2 separate regions of the Rattus norvegicus genome follow, and region 1 is linked to region 2. A link is a contact called in public Hi-C data. All regions are on one chromosome and are shown on one strand. The core of a region is the stretch at or near the end of the contact, and the rest is flanking DNA. Distances in the headings are between cores, read along the strand shown. Region 1 overlaps Cers6 (ceramide synthase 6). Region 2 holds the start of 4932414N04Rikl (RIKEN cDNA 4932414N04 gene like).

Region 1 (6,449 bases), core at 3,575-6,074, 580 kb after region 2:
GAATGGCTTCACCTATTCCTGCTATAGAAAGGAGCCGGATACTCAGGAAGGAGAGGTGCCAGCCAAGGCTGATGTAGAACAGCAGCAGACTAGGAACCACGGTGGACCTTTGTGTAGTGTGTTTGAGGTTTATTTTAATTGCCATTGTCAGCCATTAGCAAACTTAGCTCTAGTGGTCATGATTATCCTTGACACCTTGGTTGACGTTCTCTCACAAGAAACTCTTTAAGCGTGATGAAGAGCCTTACACTATGTGGGGCCTGTTCTGAATTTCCAAGTGGAGGAGAGTCATTTATGTGGAACATCAGGAGCCTGAATTTATACTCTTGTCTTCATGCAAAAAGCAAAAATAAACAGTGAGTTAGAACCTGGAATCTTCTAAGGATCCTGTATATAACGTGAGCAGGCAATGGTGGCAAATCCCAGTATTCTCAGCTGTTGAGAGACTGAGGCTGGAGGATCCTGAGTTTAAGGCTAGCCTGGGCTACATTGGAAGCCCTGTCTCAAAAAGAAACAACTACATTGTAGTCTGTTCTTACATAACCTTACCTGTTGTTTTGAAAACAATGAGGCCTGTGCCATAGCTTAGAAAACATGACAGTATTGAACAAACCGAAATGGGGAAACTATATCAGGAAAAACCTATATTTTTATGGATTATTTGTTATAGTGCCAATAACTGGCTGTTGAGTTAAATTGATCACCTTCCTTAAAGAGGGAAGGGATTGAGACTGTGGTCAAAATGTGGCAGCTGTGGGGTACTAGGCTTCAGGAACAGGCAAGTACTGTTCTCTTTTTAGTATTATAAATAGTAAATAACCCAAGTATTTACAATATGAATTTTGAGCCATAAACACCCAGTTATTAGGTATTTAACATTAGGCTGAGTGAGCTATTCAGAACCCAAGTGGATCGGGGATGCCTTTACAAAGCCTTACATCTGAGTAGAGATCGCTTTGATTGTGTAAAGAAAACAAAATCCTTGTGGGCGTTGTGCTGTTTGGTGTTTAGAAATCACTCTCACCATAAGCCGCCTGTGGGCAGAGATTAAGGACACCATTGTCTCCTCTGCCTTGGGCCCTCTTGATATGGTCCTGTGGATTCTCCCTCCACTGTACCAGGCTTTACTTCTCTGAATGGGTTTAAAGACTCATGTTTCTGACCATTTCTTCAAAGGACAGTTTCTTCAAGAGCTTGGAGTGTCCCTGTAGAGGAGGATAGGAAGAAACTAGAAAGATGGGTGGTCAAGTGCTAGAAGCAGTCTGTAGACACGGGACACTGCTAGCTAGCTTCAGAACACAATCAGGGAACAAAACGTTAAACAGATTGTGCCCGGTAAATCTCTCTCGGTCACACACAATCATTAAAGATCCATAAAATCACCACACCTCTTGTGCCCAAGAGGCTTTCGCATGACTAAAGGCATGCGACACAGGTGTGCATCCCAAACTTTTTTTTTGATGATTAAAGAATAAGGAAATTTATATTAACGCAGTTCTTTGGAATATGTGTAATTTATCATCTATTGAAGATCAAAACAAAGCAACATACGTGTACTTGTATGTTTTCGAGCACTGAATTCCGCCTTGGCTGGACACTGAGTATAGAGCAGGCTGTAGGGCATCCTCGATGTTTTTCAGAATTGATTCATGCTCTGGTTCTATCATTGTCAATGGTAAAACACCACTTAGCATCAATGTGCAGTATAAAAATGGCAGAATAATTCTGTTCTTATCCCCAAACAAAACCATTTAAATTTTGTTTTCAATGAAGCTCAAATCAGCAAGTCAACCTGCAACTTTTAAAATCAAACCTATCAGGCCTGTGAGATTGGCTTAAGTTAAAAGAACTTGCTTTTGCAAGGACCCAGATTCAATCTACAACACCTACATGACAGCTCACCAACTACATATAACACCAGATCCAGGCACTCTGATGTCCACCGTCTTATAACCTCCATGGGCACCATGGTGTACATACATACATGCATGCACAACACTCATACACATAAACTAAATCTTAAGTAATAAAGTAAAGTGAGACATTCTGATGCAGTGCAATCCAGTATAAATTTGATATTGACATGCTGAAGAATGACAGTAGCCCAATATTAAAAGCTTTTGTTTTCTGTAATTGAATCACTATGTTTCTATTCACAAAGGCCTTCTTTGCACAGAGAGATCACTGCAGTTGATGGTGTACAGTAGTCTGCAGTCTGGGCTGGGGAGCTGCAGCAGTGTTCTGTAGCACTGTGTACATGTGGCATGTGGTGACCTGTGAGCTCAAAACCAAAGCTACAGTAGAGTCATGTGATGGAACCCAGGCAAACACAGACAGAAAGATCTTGTATTCATTACACACTTGCTTTTTGGTTTTTTTTTTTTTTTGTCTTTGTTTTGTTTTTTGTCTTTTCACATTCAGTTACAAGCCTTCAAACACTGTTGTCATGACTGACAATTTGAGAAGCTATGATATATACACTTCAAAGTCATATCTATATTTACCAGTTAATCAAGAAGACTCTTTTAAAAGAAAATGTAGACCACCTGTTGTAGCTCTTAAGTCTAGGCTCTTGGTGTGGATATCAGAGGATCCGGGGCAAGAGAGCAAATGGAATTTACACATATGTTGTGTGTCTAAATACTTGTATTGCAACTCAAACTGTGAAATACAATCAGTATTCTTAAGATCGTTTCTCATGACCAATATGTTGGCTATTATGCAAAAACTACATCACTTCAAATTAATGTAACCATTGGCTCACCTGTTTGCCCACGAGTGTCACTGAATTCTTGAGAAGGATTATACCGTCCATTAAGGCACCAATACTCAAGAGTTTACATACAAGTGTAGGAACACCAGACAAGCACATTAATATTGGGGTAGAATGTCTTAAATATAAGCAAGGGCTTGCACTGGCCAGAAGAACAAAAGTATCTATGAGGATCTGTGAACAGCTCAACAGGGATCCACAAGCCCGTATTCAGCATGGAAATGCCACTTGGCATCTCTTTATGGGAGGTTTGGCTTGTGCAAAACAAAGCATGTAGGATGGCTCGGAAATAGATTTGTAGGTGGACTGAATTATGACAGGGTGTGTCCTGTGGTACCAAGTTACGTATGCAGTGTCACAGTCTCACACACAGATTTAAAGTTGGATACAGTAACATCAAGAACATCTACTGTTGATAACTTCTAGTTTTGTTAGGCTGCACAGCAGTATGAGGAGAGGACTATGGATCTGGGTTCTAGGGCCAGCTCCTGCTGGTAAGCCTTCTGCATTGCTCTGCCTTGTTAGTGTGAAAGCTGGAGATATGCCGATTAGGAGCCCGGTGAGACTAGCAATTGCACCCCAGTTAAGCTGGGGGCTTGCTAGGGATCCCTGTAGCTCTCGTGGTCTGCTTCAACAACCTTCTGCAGAAAGCCAGTCTGTGTCAGAGTGTCATGAAGCCAGGAGTAGGAAAAGCTTTGCTCTTGCAAATAGAACATTTGTTCAAGCTCTTGAGTGCTTCGTGAGTTCCTGCTAAATGCAACTTCGTACTTTCCTTCTTTGTATTTTTTTTTTCTTACTTTTACTCATGGAGAACAAAGCTTCTGCTTCCTTAGGCTGAGTTCAAAGTTTTGAGAGTCACCCGAGAACAATGCATCTGTCCATTGGGGAATTTTTGCTTGAAGGAAGCAGTCGGACCATGGGGAATTTTAGGTAAACCTGGAAGGAGGAAGAGTCACGAAGCTTCTTATGCCTCTGCTTCAGAAGCCTTTAGTAGTCGCATTAGCTCAGGCCTTTGCTTTGCAGACATGAAAACTGAAGTTTATAAAAGAATAGTAAGGCACCCAACTGGCAAGCACAAGATCCAAGCCCGGAACACAGTGTTTTGACTTCTACTTGAGACGTAATGTGCAAACTGTCAGCTCTTTTCTGAGTAAGCCCACATCTGCCCACACTCAAAGCACGCCTGTTACACTCTGTAGCAATTATTCCAATAGTTAACACTATTGCAGTTATTTTTTTTCCAGAATACTGTCTTTGCTCGTCAATTGCTCTGCTATTATTCAATGCAGGTTTTCTTGGGTTGTTTTGATCCAAAGAAAAACAACATTTTGAAAAAGAGCATTTTGTCATATCAAAATCTCTGTATTTATAATTCTAGAGTTTTGGGGGTTTGGTTAGGTTTTCCTCTAGGTTTTTGAGCATCTCACAATCTAGTTTAGTAAATTCTGACTTATTCTGAAGGGTTAAGTCTTTGTTTAAAAAAAAAAAAATGTTTACTGTCTTTCTCTTGCCAAGGGGAAAGGGATAAAGCCTCTCAGGTACAGAACACCCTCAATATGGCGGGCCTGAGGACAGTTAATCTTGGTGGCAGCACTTCCAAGATTTTCCGAGACATTTCTCTAAGATAAAATATAAAATCATATCCTTGAAATCTTAAATAAAAACAGAGGAAATGTCAGCGAGGAGAGAGAGAGAGAGAAAGAGAGAGAGAGAGAGAGAGAGAGAGAGAGAGAGAGAACGCTGCCTACAACTATTTATATAGCCCAGATTAAAGCTCTGTCTTTCCTGACCACAGGACCTGCAGATGTGTGCCCATACTACCTCCCTTGGGTGGTGTTCTGGGAAGCCAGGCAGTGTCACAATGGACACACTAGAGCAAGGGATCACAAGACAGGTCAGAGTTTTTGTGTGGGTGCTGCCAAGTGAAACACCGGAAAGACCATGTGATAGATAGAGCCAAGAAACCGGAAGTATCAAGGGTCAGAGTCTCAGAGCCAAGGAGATATGATATGAGGCAAGAAGGAGCAAAGGACGGTGCTCAATCTTATCTGTCAGCATTGCTGTTGAGTAAGCTTGGGTCTTCGCAGGTCAGATATCAAGTACACACTAGAGGATACATACACCCACACGTAATGCATGAGTCACATGTGCCCCGTGTTTGGAATTTTTAGTGATTTTTACATCAGCCTACTGATGACTGAGTAGCCCTTATCCAAACTGTTAGTGACTTAGATGTTTCAGATCTCTTTACATTTGCATAAACTTTACGGCCAAACCTCTCTAATCTAAAAGTTCAGAATGCTTTAAACCCTGAAACTTTTTGTATATAATGTTAGGGTCCAAGAAGAAAATTGATCTCTGAGATTGGATTCCAGAAATACAAAACAGGGGTGGTCAACATGTAGTTCGCACAGTGACTAGAAAGCATTTCCCTCCTTGAGAGGGCCAGGACACCTTACATCCAGCTCTCAGTGAGGCCCCATGCTAGGGACAACGTAGTACCTGCAAGACTCACACCGTCAGTTTAGGGTCTGCCCGAACTACATGGAAAGACCCTGTCTAAGGAAGAAGAGTGAAGGAGCGGTCCCTGAAGTTGCTTTCTCTTAGCTTCCCCCATTGCTCCAAGAGTTGGCCTTAAATGCTTTTATCTTGAAGTCGAGGGTATTGGAGATGTGCACGGGCCTCCACCCTTCCAAAGAGAAAATCAAAGAAAGCAGCAGGGGGCTCACATGCCTGTTTTATGAGCTGAGCTTAGAAAGAAGTCTTTGATTTTTACATCGTTAATATTTCATATCTATGTCAAGGTGGTAGCGAAAGGCATTACTTGATTGTCAGTAGGAGAGATAATTATTTGGGGATTTAAAGGTTAAAGGAATGGGCCAAGGTGGGGGAATCAATTAAACTAAACCCACTTCGGCCATTTAGGCAGGAACAAACTGGAACATGGCTATTAGAAACCAGGGGATGAGACTAAGGCCTGTCTCCGGAAACCAGAGCAAGCAGTAACAGACAGAGGGGATGTTCTGCCTGTGTGCCAAGCAAGAGGCCCATGGGGCACTGTCTCTGCTGTCGGATGGCGATGTCTTGGCTCTGAGCATAAACATGGGTAAGAGGCTAACATGCAGCTAGGAGAGCCAAGGAGCACGAGGTGCCTGGGGGCCTAGCGCAGTACCCCAGGCCGCCCATGTCTCAGCTCTCTCCACCTCCCAACCCCAACTGTGGCCATGTTATTTACATTCTCTGTGCTTCAGTGTCCTGTCTGAAAAATAGAGATAAGAGTACCCACTGGGGGATTGGGGGAGATGAGGATTTACCCTGAAACCTTTTGCACAATGTGCACTGCTTGAGCCTGGTTTCAGTGACCGTTGACTCTTACACCTAGCAAGATCAAATAATGTGTGTGACATATTTGACGCTTTTAGCAATAGTAATTGCTCCATGAAGGACTGTTAATAAGGAGCAGAGCAAAAGTCACCTTTACCAACAGGGAAGCAACATCACATCACACAGGCAGGGGTGAAGACAGGCCTGCCTCAATCATGCTGTGAAACACCCAGCATGGCTAAGAGGACTCGGGTATGGCGATGAGGAACATAGGGAGGAGAGTGGGTTGAGAAGAACCCCTGCTCCAGCCAGGAAGTCCAGCCAGGTTAGGACTAAAGTAAGGTGTATTTGA
Region 2 (6,928 bases), core at 5-2,504:
CTGCTGGCCCTCTTATGGAAATTAGTTGAGGGAGTTGTAGGCTATTGAGACTGGAGCATATACCACCTGTGGGAAATGTAAGAGTTCTTTTCAAATGTATGAAGAAATAGGATCCAGAAAGGTCTAGACAAGAGCTTAATTCTGCACAGCAAGCCAAGGTGAGCCTCTGCCCCTACCTCAGCTTATGTCTGTTTCTCAGCCAGGGGGTTCTTGAAGCAGTTTCTTTTTTTTTTCCTATTCTTTTTTTCGGAGCTGGGGACCGAACCCAGGGCCTTGCGCTTGCTAGGCAAGCGCTCTACCACTGATCCAAATCCCCAACCCCGTGTAACAGTTTCTTAAGGAAGCTTATGTTTCAGAGTCTAGAAAAGACCCAAAAAGTTCTCATTATTCATTCCTGAGCCAATGACACAATTTCCTCTTATTTGTCCCTCCCTCCAAGCAGAATGCTTGAAGGAACCAGGTTTTCTTCAAGAGGTCGCTAGCTGTTGCTCTTTCTGCTTGCACGAGAGGGTGCCCTGAGTCTCTGAAGCCCAGGAATCACAGGGCTGAAGCCCAGGACCCACACTGGAGTGGGACAATGTGTCAAAGGAAAAGCATCCTGAGACACGGGAGTCCAGGAACCACATGACTCTGAGAGGAAGCCGCCTCGGCAGTGGCGGTGCAGCACCCAGGGGAGGGGATCCACGCTCAGTAGCCTCAGCCTCCATTCCTTCTCCTCACTTCTTCCCTTCTTCTCTTCGTTGCTTCTTGTTTTCTTCAGATGAAGGAGTCAAAACAGGCAGCAAATCTCATAAAAGATTTATTGGAAGTTCCAGGGTGTGGAGGAACAAATCAAGGAGTGGCTGCCTATGCTCCCAGGAGGGAGCAAACAGCAACAAGAAATTGGACAAAGCAAGATGCTCGTACAGGGGTTCTGGCAGGGTGCATGGCGCTTTCTAGGGTGGAGATTTCCAGGGTGAGGATCGGTGGGCTTTCAAGTCCTGAGCTGTGGAGGAGGGCTCAAGGTTTGGCGGTCTTTCCTGTTCAAGAATTGGTAGGTTTTTGTGGGAAGTTCAGAGATTGGTGGTTCAGACTTTTCTCCTAAAATTAGCATGATTTTGGGAGGGTCCTGTTCAGGGTCTGGAGATGACCTTTGTGACAGTTACAGAGGCTGTAAATGCCTTTATGACAGTTAGGTTTGGGGGAGGGGCCTGGCTGCTGGAGTTCCTGGGGTTGGGTGATCTGGTGACCACTTTCCTGCATTGAGAAGTTACAAAGTTAACGAAGGGAGTCCACAGAAGAGAAAATCTTGTGTGGTTTTTTTTTTCTTTTCTATTTTTCGGAGCTGGGGACTGAACCCAGGGCCTTGCGCCTGATAGGCAAGTGCTCTACCACTGAGCTAAATCCCCAACCCAGAAGAGAAAATCTTAACTACCACTTGAGTGGCTTTTCTATCCCATAGTAGAAGTTTGTTCTCTGGTGGAACTTTTGGGGTCACTTAAGTATACTATCATATCATCCTCAGATAGAGATCTTTTGACTTCTTGCTGTCCAATTTGTATTCTTTTGACCACCTTTTGTTCTCTGATTGCTCTGGCTAGAACTTCAAGTACTATATTAAATAAGTAGAGAAAGAGTGGGCAGCCTTGTCTAGTCCCTGATTTTAGTGGGGTTGCTTCAAATTTCTCTCCATTTAGTTTGATGTTAAGTACTGGTTTACTGTATATGGCTTTTACTATGTTTAGGTATGGGCCTTGAATTCCTGATCTTTCCAGGACTTTTGTCATGAAGGGGTGTTGAATTTTGTCAAATGCTTTCTCAGCATCTAATGAAATGATCATGTGGTTTTTATCTTTGAGTTTGTTTATATAGTAGATTGTGTTGACGGATTTCCGTATATTGAAACATCTCTGTGTCCCTGGGATGAAGCCTACTTGATCATGATGGATGATCATTTTGGTGTGTTCTTGGATTCGGTTTGCAAGAATTTTATTGAGTATTTTTGCATTGATATACATAAGGGAAATTGGTCTGAAGTTCTCTTTGTTGGGTCTTTGTGTGGTTTCGGTATAAGAGTAATTGTGGCTTCATAGAAGGAATTTGGTAGTGCTCCGTCTGTTTCTATTTTGTGGAATAGTTTGAACAGCATTGGCATGAAGGTCTGATAGAATTTTGCACTAAACCCATCTGGTCCTGGGCTCTTTTTGGTTGGGAGACTTTTAATAACTGCTTCTATTTCTTTAGGAGTTACAGGGTTGTTTAGATGGTTTATTCCTGACTTAACTTTGGTACATGTCATTCGTCTAGAAAACTGCGCATTTCCTCCAGATTTTCCAGATTTGTTGAATATAGGCTTTTGTAGTAGTATCTGATGATTGTTTGAATTTCCTCTGATTCTGTTGTTATGTCTCCCTTTTCATTTCTGATTTTGTTAATTTGGATACTCTGTCTGTTCCCTCTGGTTAGTCTGGCTAAGGGTTTATCTATCTTGCTGATTTTCTTTTCTTTTTTTTTTTTTTTTTTTGGTTCTTTTTTTTCGGAGCTGGGGACCGAACCCAGGGCCTTGCGCTTCCTAGGCAAGCGCTCTACCACTGAGCTAAATCCCCAGCCCTCTTGTTGATTTTCTTAAAGAACCAGCTCCTGGTTTTGTTAATTCTATGGTCCTTTTTGTTTCTACTTGGTTGATTTCAGCTCTGAGTTTGATTATTTCCTGCCTTCTACTCCTCCTGGGTGTATTCGTTTCTTTTTATTCTTGAGCTTTTAGGTGTGCTGTCAAGCTGCTAGTGTATGCTCTCTCCAGTTTCTTTTTGCAGGCACCCAGAGCTATGAGTTTTCCTCTTAGCACTGCTTTCATTGTGTCCCATAAGTTTGGGTATGTTGTATCTTCATTTTCATTAAATTCCAAGAAGTCTTTAATTTCTTTATTTCTTCCTTGACCAAATTGTCATTGAGTAGAGCATTGTTCAACTTCCACATATATGTGGGCTTTCTGTCATTATTGTTGTTGTTGAAGACCGGCCTTAGTCCATGATGATCTGATAGGATGCATGGGATACTTCTCTCTTCCTGTATCTGTTGAGACCTGTTTTGATCAATTGTGCAGAAGGTACCATTGGGTGCTGAGAAGAAGGTATATCCTTTTGTTTTAGGATCTAATGTTCCATAAATATGTTAAATCCATTTGGTTCATAACTTCTTTTAGTTTTTCTATGTCTCTGTTTAATTTCTGTTTCCATGATCTGTCCATTGATGAGAGTGGGGCATTGAAATCTCTTACTGTTATTGTGTGAGATACAATGTGTGATTTGAGCTTTAGTAAGGTTTCTTTTATGAATGTAGGTGCCCTTGCATTTGGAGCATAGATATTTAGGATTGAGAGTTCATCTTGGTGGATTTTTCCTTTGCTGAAAATTAAGTGTCCTTATCTTTTTTAATGACTTTTGGTTGAAAATCGATTTTACTTGATATTAGAATGGCTACTCCAGCTTGTTTGTTTGTTTTGTTTGGTTTTGTTTTTGGACCATTTGCTTGGAAAATTGTTTTCCAGTCTTTTACTCTGAAGTAGTGTTGTCTATGTTGTGTGTTTCCTGTATGCAGCAAAATGCTGGATCCTCTCTACGTATCCATTCTATTAGTCTAAGTCTTTTTATTGGGGAATCGGATGTTAAGAGATATTAAGGAATAGTGATAGTTGCTTCCTGTTATCTGTGTTGTTAGAGGTGGAATTATGTTTTTGGTTTTGTTACAAGGAGATTATTTTCTTGTTTTTTCTAGGGTTTACTTTTCCTCCTTGTGCTGGAGTTTTCCATCTATTATCCTTTGTAGGGGTGGATTTGTGGAAAGATATTGTGTAAATTTGGTTTTGTCATGGAATATCTTGATTTCTCCATCTATGTTAATTGACAGTTTTGCTGGATATAGTAGCCTGGGCTGACATTTGTGTTCTTAGGATCTGTATGACATCTGCCAGGCCTTCTGGCTTTCATAGTCTCTGGTGAGAAGTCTGGTGTAATTCTGATAGGTCTGGCTTTATATGTTACTTGAACTTTTTCCTTTACTGCTTTTAATATTCCTTTTTTTGTTTTGTGCATTTGGTGTTTTGACTATTTTGTGACAGAATTTCTTTTCTGGTTCAATTTATTTGGAGTTCTGAATGCTTTTTGTATGTTTATGGGCATCTCTTTCTTTAGGTTAGGAAAGTTTTCTTCTATAATTTTGTTGAAGATATTTACTGGTCCTTTGAGCTGGGAGTCTTCACTCTCTTCTATACCTATTATCCTTAGGTTTGATCTTCTCTCTGTGTCCTGGATTTCCTGGACATTTTGGGCCAGGAGCTTTTTGCATTTCACATTATCTTTGACAGTTGTGTCAATGTTTTCTATTGTATCTTCTGTCCCTGAGATTCTCTCTTCTATCTCTTGTATTCTGTTGGTGATGCTTGCATCTATGACTCCTGATCTCTTCCCTAAGTTTTCTTTTTCCATGATTGTCTCCTTTTGTGCTTTCTTTATTGTTTCTATTTCCATTTTTAAATCCTGGACTTTTTTTTCAATTCCTTCATCTGTTTGGTTGTATTTTCCTGCAATTCTTTCAGGGATTTTTGTGTTCCCTCGTTAAGGGCTTCTACTTGTTTACTTGTGTTGCCCTGTATTTCTTTAAGGGAGTTATTTATGTCCTTCTTAAAGTCCTCCATCATCATCATCAAATGTGATTTTAAATCTAAATCTTGATTTTCTTGTGTGTTTAGATAACCAGTATTTGCTTCGATGGGAGAACTGGGCTCTGAAGATGCCAAGTAGTCTTGGTTTCTGTTGCTTAGATTCCTGCACTTGGCTCTCGCCATCAGGTTGTCTCTGGTGCTAGCTTGTCTTGCTGTTTCTGACAGTGGTTTGGCCCTTCTGTAGGCCCGTGTGTCAGCACTCTGGTAGAACTGTTTTCCTGCTTTCTTTCAGTCATTTCTGGGAACAGAGTGCTCTGCTCTCAGGTGTGTAGGCGCTCCTGGTGAATGTCTTTCAGTTCTCATAGCAGGCAGGAATCGGAAGGGTCCTGCCCCTGACTGCTCCTAGGTCTCTGTGCCCAGGGGGCACAGATGGCACTAGGTGATTCCCTCTTGGGTGGGGAATGTGGGCCCCAAGTCTGCTTTCTTAAAGAACCCAGGACCACTAGCCCAGGTGATGGCAACACGTACAGCAGGCTCCACCCTGCCCCCCATCAATCACTAACCAAGAAATAAACGCTTTACAGTTAGATCTTATAGAAGCATTTTTCTCAATTGAGATTCCCTGCCTTCAGATAACACCGGCTTGCGTCAGTGATGTAAGATTAGTCAGCCTGATAACCAATCAAAAGGCTCATCCCTAGGAAGACCAATTCTCCCTCTCTCAGCACTTGCTAATTGCTTGTAGCTCTTTCATAAAACATAAACTTGACAGTAAACAAATCTCTAGCATGTATTCAAACTCACAGAGATTAAACTACTCATTATCGAATGATGAATCGGTCACAGAAGAAACCAAGAGAAACGTATTTCCTATTAACTAAATTGAAATGAGAACACAATCCAAGAAAACTTTTAACTGCCTCTAGATCTACATGGAGGGGTGATGTGGGCAAGGTCTCACCTGCTGGAACGAAAGTGGCCTCTCTAGCTGGTTTTTGACGTAGAAGATTCTACACATGCGCAGTAACCACCTTCCTTGCTGGCACACAGGTCCGCTCTCCACGTTGAATGTGCGCCCACACCTGGCACGAGCCTGGCACCCGCTTGTTTGTATTTACCAGCGTTGCTTGGCTACCGCTTTGCCAACTGCACCTGCAGTTGACAGCTACTGTATCAGCACGGAGATTCCCTACTATGACCTTGTGGGGAGACTTGGCCCTGGGCTTTTTTTGATATCGAAATCTTTAGGAGCTGGATTACTATACGCTTCTGTTCTGCGTTTAGGGGGCGTCATTTTAGCATAGTCTTTTATTTGGGTTTGGGGATGTGGGAGAAGCTTAACAGGAGGGAAGGGGCCTTCGAAGCAGACATTTACCATGCAGATGCTCTTCCACAAAAAACAAAGGACGCCCCTGGGCTTCTGTGATGGCCTGGATAATGTCTTCGTGGGCTTTGGGAGCAAGGATGAGAAAGGTTGTCGACCGCCCAAATACCATGCCAGCTATGCACCTTATTACCCAATCCACAAGGCTGCAAGCATGGGTGATGTGAACACAGTAAAGAGCTTCGTCGAACGGGGAGTTTTCGCAATGGAACAAACAGATTGGAAGTACAGGTAACGTTGGGGTTGGAGCTGTGAGAGAGTGGGCAGGTACCTACCTTGGAGGGAGGCGCAGTAGGTGGGAAGTAGGCTAACTTCCTGTCTGAGGTGAGAAAAGAGAAGCATCTGTTATTAATCTTAGGAGGCACAGTTGGGAATAGTGTAACGCCCAACAGGTCCTCATTTAACAGCAAAACAAATCAAAATCGGTGCTTCATGTCCTTGACAGTTCTTCTTTTAGAGCACTTACTGGCCTCTTCAAAGCTTTCCACATAAGCATTGTGGGAAAATGCATAAGAGAAATGTCTAGAGTGTATCAACTTCCTATCTAAAAGGTTTTTTAAATGAAAGTTGATACTTTATGTAAGTGTATTCCCATGAATGCAGGAACGTGCATTTTCTACTGAGAATTTACAAGATTTTAAATGCAAGGACGGCTTTGCGTTCCCATACTTATGTATTTGCTTATCTCATCATCTTTAGTTAAGGGTGCCATGTTCACTTCAGGGCTTTCTGTACCTTCAGCCTCCTCCCTCACTAGTTTAAACAATCCTAAAGGGTTACCTGTGTCTCCCTCGCCCGCCAAGCATGCTCACAAGTTTGAGGGTGTGTTCTGGTTTTCCTACTCCAGCAACTTCTGTCACACAGTAGGGCTCACTGGTACCTTTGGCAGTTTTCAAATCACTAAA

What was found. A called contact is a pair of places that touch in the nucleus more often than the background predicts.
Region 1: a contact with region 2 is called in a Hi-C map of the A7r5 cell line, with 7 times the contacts expected there. The contact joins the enhancer-like site here to the promoter of 4932414N04Rikl in region 2. A contact is called at or near these places in 3 of 12 Hi-C or Micro-C datasets (the A7r5 cell line, kidney and liver).

What each region holds. Positions count from the first base shown.
Region 1 is chr3:74,265,062-74,271,510 of GRCr8, forward strand. The region is part of intron 8 of Cers6 (ceramide synthase 6); the gene reads left to right. Among named protein-coding and RNA genes, the nearest start is that of Nostrin, 44 kb to the right of the region's middle. Within about 2 kb of position 4,825, at least 11 of the 93 cell types and tissues checked have an H3K27ac peak or open chromatin away from gene starts, as enhancers often do. A contact at or near this core is called in the A7r5 cell line and liver, where this site is marked.
Region 2 is chr3:73,686,704-73,693,631 of GRCr8, forward strand. 4932414N04Rikl (RIKEN cDNA 4932414N04 gene like) reads left to right here and starts at 1,255. Exons shown (of 81, transcript XM_063285273.1): 1 at 1,255-6,254. The coding sequence starts at 6,016. LOC134486375 (a long non-coding RNA gene) reads right to left here and starts at 5,914. Exons shown (of 2, transcript XR_010065214.1): 1 at 5,601-5,914.